Regions from separate parts of the Zea mays genome. Here region 2 is linked to region 1. The links are chromatin contacts, called in public Hi-C maps. All regions are on one chromosome and are shown on one strand. The core of a region is the stretch at or near the end of the contact, and the rest is flanking DNA. Distances in the headings are between cores, read along the strand shown.

Region 1 (3,457 bases), core at 493-2,992:
GCAACCGCTGTGTTCCATCGCATGGGCGAAAGAGATGTCCACACTTGGACTGCCATGATCGCAGGTCTTGCGTTCAATGGGATGGGTAAGGATGCTCTGGAGTCTTTCTGCCAGATGAAGCGTGATGGTTTTCAGCCCACGTCAGTTACCTACATTGCTGTTCTGACTGCGTGCAGCCACTCAAGTCTGCTCGACGAAGGTCGGCTGCACTTCAACGAGATGAGATCGTTGCATAAATTACACCCTCAGGTTGAGCATTATGGCTGCATGATAGATTTGCTCGCTCGCAGCGGGCTTCTGGATGAAGCTATGCATCTTGTTCAGACCATGCCAATGCAACCAAATGCCGTCATATGGGGATCCATCTTGAGTGCCTGCAGAGTCCACAAAAACATTGACCTAGCCCGACATGCCGCGGAGCATCTTCTCAAGTTAGCCCCTGAGGAGGATGCCGTCTATGTCCAGTTGTACAACATATACATAGACTCTAGACAGTGGGCAGATGCAAAAAGAGTAAGGATGTTGATGGAAGAACGGGGAGTTAAGAAGACGGCAGGTTACAGCTCGATCACTGTGGCTGGGCAGGTTCACAAGTTCGTCGCCAATGACCAATCGCATCCTTGGACGTTAGAGATCATGGCGATGATGGAGGAGATCGCATGCAGGCTGAAGTCTGTGGGTTATTCTCCAGTCACGTCAAGGATAGCAGTTGACGTTGACGAGGAAGAGAAAGAACAGGCACTTTTAGCACACAGTGAGAAGATAGCCATTGCTTTTGGTCTCATCAGTCTTCCACCGAGCTTACCGATCCATATCGTGAAGAACCTGAGAGTCTGTGAGGATTGTCACTCTGCAATCAAGTTAGTCTCTCAGCTTTGGAACCGGGAAATCATCGTTAGAGATCGGAGTAGGTTCCACCATTTCCGAGACGGAGCATGTTCTTGCAATGATTTTTGGTGACTACCATTCTGCTAAGCTTCTAGTTCTAGAGGCCAGAAAACAGCCACATGGATACATTGAAAGCACAAGTGCTTCATCTCGCAATTCGGCTTCCGGATTCAAATTTATGAATGCCCAAGGTACTATTTTCTTCCTGTTTCTTCATGCCATATACTTGCTCCGTTTTAAATTTTAAGTTTTTTGACTCTTTTTTAGATATTTAACTTTCGATATGATACATAGTAAAAACTTAAAAAAAAACAGAACGATTCACCATTTATTGTGAACGGAGGGAGTACTAAACGAAATGAGCTAACGACACGAATCTTCTGATGATAACACAAAGTTTTCTTGTGTGCTTTGCCAGGGGTAGGAAACCGGATGTCTACACGCAAAATCACCCCTTTCGTGGCTGCTAAACGGTGTGCCACTGCCATGGCATTGTTGTTTCGACCACCCCTGTTTGGGAATAGCCCAGTTTCGGGTTTTAACTTAGCCCAGTTTCGGGACAGTGATAAAAAGGCAACAAGCCCACAACCCAAAGGCTGACAGGGGTAAACACAGGAATGGGCTGGATAGGTCATCTAAATTGCTTAACGGGCCAGCCAAGTCAATATGGACACAGGCGGAACCAAAGCCGGCCCACGCTGCTCGCCTGCTCCGGCGACCGCCCTCCGCCTCCGCCCTGAGTGACATCCCCTGCGACCAGCCGCTCGCCGGCGGTGTTCGCGCTTCGCCGGCACGCCGGCGTGCGCCCTCGTGTGCCGTGGCTGCTGCGTGCCTTGTCCACCGAGGTGACTGGTGAGATCTCGCTCTTCCTTTATCCTCGCCTCCTCGGTCCAAGTAGGAGTCGGCGGCTATGGCGACGACGGCCGCGGGGTACGGCTGTTGCTTGGCGGGGCTACCGCCCTTTCCGTTGTTGCCTGGGATCCTCTCGACCCGCCTGCGCCGGGAGCCTTCTCCTCCTCGCGTGGCCCTTGTGGCCTCCTCCCCGAAGCTCAGGGCGCCGGCACCGCGGTGCGCTCCGTTCTAGCCCCTTCTTCACGGCTCGGCTCGCGGGTGTGTAAGCCCGTTTCTCTTCGCGCAGGTTGAGAGTTTCGTGCGGTCCAAGGAGGCTCGCTTCCTCCTCTGGCAAGGCCAATTCGGACGCGGTGCCGTCGCCAACGGTTAGTTAGCGCTCTCTCTCCTTCCTCTCTATGATGTTTCCAGATCATCAGGGGTGAATGGTTTGGGTTATGGATGGTCCATGTTCCTTGGAATTATTTACTGGAGGCGATTTAGGGAATGGATTGGGTTAGGTAGCCACCAGCAATGGAGGAGACAGTAAATTGCTTGGTTTTTGGACCACTGTTTATTGAAATTGGATAACCTGACAAGATTCAATCTGATATGCTGATGTAGGTTGCTAGCTATTCTATATCAACTTTAATGATTCTACCCGTGTTTTGCTACGGTTTTTATATATCATATAAATATGTATTGAGATATTTATTCAAATATAATTATTGTGTATTTCTAAACTCTAAGGTACGTGTGGTTTATTGGTTAGCCCTAAATTTCTGTAGCAGGAGGCGAGCGTGTGTTCGAGTGCTCGCTTTGCACTATTTTTTATATAATTATTGTTTATTTCTAAACACTAAGTTACGTATGGTCTGGTGGTAGCTGCGCGGGCGGGGTCGAGTACTGGACAGGCGCTGCGGTCCACAGGGCAGTAGCTGAGAAAGCGCTGCGCGTGGGGCCCACAGGGCATGGCGCCAAGGCAGGGCGCGTGGAGCGGGCCCAGAGTGTCAGCGCGGAGGGTGAAGCCGTGGTAGTACCAGATGTCCACATTAGGTTTTTAATAGAGTAGTATAAATATTCTCAGAATAATTGTGTTTTTCTAGTATCCTATCTTCTTTGTCCATTGTCTGATTGGCTTTAGTAAACTATATGAATGCAATCCGAATGTTGTTCATTTGGAATTGCTAATTCTTTTCTGAGTTTGTACTTAGTGTACATTTCTTGTAGGTCTTCCATTGCTTGGGTGTCTTGCAGATTAAGGCATTCAAAAGACAACACAGTTTGTAAAGTGTAAATTTGGTAGGTTAATAGCATAAATATGTGAAAACATGGAAAATAAACAATGATAAGGTCTTGCATTTTATGTTTGATCCAGTAGTTTATTGCATGAAAGACAATGTAATAAGTTGCTTGCTGATTGAGGATCAAACTAGGTTCAGAAATAAATAATAAATGCTCAATTTGTTGATAGATTGAAGTGAAGCGGCAACCAACAGACTAGTTTGTAGGCAGAGTGTACTGAATGTATTTTTTTGTTTGTGTGATGTTTCAGGAAGCCACTATTGATATAAAGCTTCCTAGAAGAAGTTTGCTTGTTCAATTTACATGCAATGCATGTGGTGAAAGGACCAAGCGCTTGATAAATAGAGTAGCCTATGAAAGAGGGACAATTTTTCTTCAGGTAAACTTTGTTCCATGCCTTAATTTATGTGCAAATGTAATTTCCAAACCTAATGCT
Region 2 (3,457 bases), core at 462-2,961, 470 kb before region 1:
CATATAAGGAGAAGAAAAAAGCATGAATAACAAATGAAAGTAGTGAGGAAATCAAGATATGAGAAAATTTCAGTGAATCGCGGTGAGAGTCTGACCACCGAATGCTCCCATCTTTATTAGGATTCCATTTATCTGTTTCTTACCATTGCTACCAAGTTTATCATTTTTTTTGTCAGGTGAATTCTCAAGATACCAACCTGCTCTGTTGGACCAGCACAACCAACCAACCAATTTAGAATATGTAGAATTAATGAACTCCTAGTACAGTACTTCGCATCAACCGATATTCATAACACAAACAGAACACTGAACTACATCGTGCAGTGAAACAGAAAACATACCAGTAGTTGTGACTAAGAGTGTGCCATCTGCAAAGCAGATAGAAACCACATAAGACAAAGGAAGATGAACGAAAAACAAGAATTACTCCATTTCTGTTGTCCAAGTCATTGTCAGTTGTCACTCAAAAGTTGGTACTCCATCTGAAGATTCATTTAAAACTATGGCCGTTAAGGACAGTGTAAGTAAAGAACATTTGACCACCTTACCATCGAACAATCTTTAATTCTGGATGTATTAACATTATTATAAACGAATGTCAAGTCGTAATCACTAATCGCATTGATCTGGACGAGCAGGTGAGCATCACAGTGATCACATACCCCATCTCTCTACGGGAATCTCACGCGCCAGGGCGTCGAGCTCCAGGAACTCCTCCAGTTTGCTCCCCACCCCCGTGTCCGAAACTGCGATAGTCCACCAAATGTTTGCGTTAAACTAATGTTACACGGCAACGTAATAATCGGAATTAAGGATGGAACGCCGCCGCAGACTTTGTTACCGGAGACGCGCAGCGGCGGGGAGCTGGCGGGTTCGGCGGGGCGCTTGAGGGAGACCGTGAGCCGGCACGGCAACTCCGACATCCGGCAGCGCTGCACCGCCCAGTACACCAGCTGAAACAGAGGCGCGGAAAATTCTGTTAGGAGGTGTAGTTTGGAATTGAGATCGGAAATGGGAGGGGTTTATCGGGTGCGGGGCAGAGAGAGGTTTACGGAGTGGAGCAACTTCCGGTGGGGAGAGGAGGTTGACGCCATGGTTAGGTTGAGCGACAACGCCCGGTGCTTCGGCTGGCGGAGCAGATTACAAAAAGAAAGCTATGGATCGTTGAGCCGGTCGCCGGAATTCCGCCGCCGTATCGGCGCGCGCCAACCTCGCCGCTCCCGTCTCCCCGGAATTTCTCCCCCTGGAAGAGGACGGACACCAGGATGGGCCGTGAACGTCTGAACGAATTGCGGTAGATGGGCTGACAGAAAAGCCCAATGCATGGAAGGTCGGCCCAGTATAATTGGCGAGCTCGGCAGGTGGACCGTGGATCTTGTGCTCCAATCCAACTGAGAGGTATGTGTAGCCCAAGAGTCGTTTAGGACCGCTAGAGAACACAGTAATTTTGTATGGATATCAGAATTTCTGGAATTTCACAAAAACATAAGGTAAAAAAATTCTCGCGTTTCAAACCGGATATGGGCCGGATAGACGTGATCGGACGTCACATGGGCCGGCCGCGAATAAAAAAAAGAACGGGACAAGTCGACGTTATAATAAAAAAAATACTAATAAGAGGTTGACATGTGGGCTCGGGACATGCGGGGTCTACGTGTCAGCGTCCCGGTCACAGAATCACATCTTCCTGGCCGCCATCCGCCGGACGGAGCACCGGACCCGCCGTACGCCTCCGTGCTCTCGCTCGCCGAGGCCTCTCCGCGGGCCGCAGCGCGGTTCCGCCTCGGTGGCCGCCGGAGCTGCTGCCTGGCCACAAGAAGCCGTCGCTCTCCCAGCTTTGAACCGGTTCCGATCCGCACCACGGAGAAGCCCCCGCCTCGGGAGTCTCGCGTCGCCCCGATGAAGGTGGAGCTCGCCGCGCAGACCTCCCAGACGAGCACGCCCCTGCCGCCGTCCCCTGAAGCCGCTTCTGCGTCGCCCCCGGCGGAGGATGCGCCGCTCCTCCCCGACGCGGGCGTGCGGCGCCGGGCGGCGTGCGGGCGGTTCGCGCAGCGCAGCGGCTCCTTCCGCCGCGAAGTCGGCCGGGCCGCCGCCGAGACCTTCCTCCTCACGAGGCTCACCCTGATCCTCCTCCGCTACCTCGGGTACGCATCAACTCCGCTGCTCTGAAACTAGTGTACTGCAACCTCTACTTGGACTTGGACAGTTTCGCCTGTGCATTGCTTGCTCTCCTGGTACACCTACGTGCTCAATGTCATTTGCAAATTTGTATGCGCAGAAAGAATGTATGTGTTGAAAAAAAAACGGGACAATTTGTGTGACCTTCCATATTTATCATCAATCTAAGTGATATATTCTAGATATAAGTTGATTGGAAGCGTGTTCAGACGGCCTTGTACGAGACTACATGCTTTTGGTCAGTTTATTGTAATAACTTGTTAAATTTATGCAGGATAGGCTACAGATGGATTCGGCAGTTCCTAGCCCTCTGCTGTTATACCCTCTTGCTGATGCCAGGTTTTATTCAAGGTTGGCGTTGCTCCAGATTTGCCATTGTTTTCTTATCTGCTTAGAATTGTACTCATACACTGCACCTGACTGTGCTACTACCTTAATGGATTTTGCTCTACTCCAGTTGTATATTATTATTTCTTCTCTAGCCAAGTTCATAGAAGTGTTGTATATGGAGATCAGCCAAGAAACAGGTACTTTATTTGATTCTACTACCATTAACTAATATTTCTGCTTGATAAACCATGCAATTAAGTTTTATTGCAGATTGGACCTGTATATGCCCACTAGTACAACAGGGTTAAAGCCGGTCGTTGCGTTTGTGACTGGTGGAGCGTGGATCATAGGGTGAGTGGAAGTATGTACTATCTTGAACCCCTAACCATTTTTTGATATTCTTGCTATTGCAAAGTCTGATTCTGCCTTGACTCAATGACTCTGCATATCAAATTGTATATTTCTCAGTTACAAAGGGTGGGGAGCCCTTTTAGGCAGACGCTTAGCAGAAAGGGGCATCATAGTTGCATGCATTGATTACAGGTACTCTGAATGTATTTCCAATTATGCAAAGCAGCATAATCATTCAGGCCATTGTCACTGAGGATGTAAATGCTTTGTTTTCAGAAACTTTCCTCAAGGGACTATTGGTGACATGGTAGAAGATGCTTCTCAAGGAATAGCTTTTGTCTGCAAGAATATAACAAGTTATGGAGGTGATCCTAGCAGGTTTATAGCCTATCCTTGTGTGCATATTTGCTTACAATAAAAAACTGAAATAGTTCTTGGCTCTTGCTTTTTTTCCAAAATATTTATGTTCCTAAAAGAAACATGCAGTGTATAAAAAAAACTGAATGCAAAATACCTCTGTTCTGAGATGATATATTTAAAGTACTTGTTCTTACATATGCAGGATATATCTTGTTGGACAATCAGCTGGTGCACATAT

Evidence for each region. A called contact is a pair of places that touch in the nucleus more often than the background predicts.
Region 2: a Hi-C map of leaf shows a contact between it and region 1, with 2.7 times the contacts expected there. The contact joins the promoter of LOC100280207 here to the promoter of LOC542050 in region 1. A contact is called at or near these places in 9 of 25 Hi-C or Micro-C datasets (bundle sheath, ear, endosperm and 3 more).

The regions. Positions count from the first base shown.
Region 1 is chr5:60,415,961-60,419,417 of Zm-B73-REFERENCE-NAM-5.0, reverse strand. It overlaps LOC542050, which reads left to right and starts at 1,742. Exons shown (of 4, transcript NM_001111689.1): 1 at 1,742-1,956; 2 at 2,027-2,105; 3 at 3,272-3,400. The coding sequence starts at 1,799.
Region 2 is chr5:60,882,124-60,885,580 of Zm-B73-REFERENCE-NAM-5.0, reverse strand. LOC100280207 reads left to right here and starts at 1,711. Exons shown (of 11, transcript NM_001361030.1): 1 at 1,711-2,144; 2 at 2,453-2,529; 3 at 2,636-2,705; 4 at 2,779-2,859; 5 at 2,977-3,051; 6 at 3,136-3,237; 7 at 3,422-3,457. The coding sequence starts at 1,900. It overlaps LOC103626426 (Type 2 DNA topoisomerase 6 subunit B-like), which reads right to left and starts at 1,277. Exons shown (of 12, transcript XM_008646836.4): 1 at 1,053-1,277; 2 at 842-953; 3 at 663-746; 4 at 342-368. The coding sequence starts at 1,094.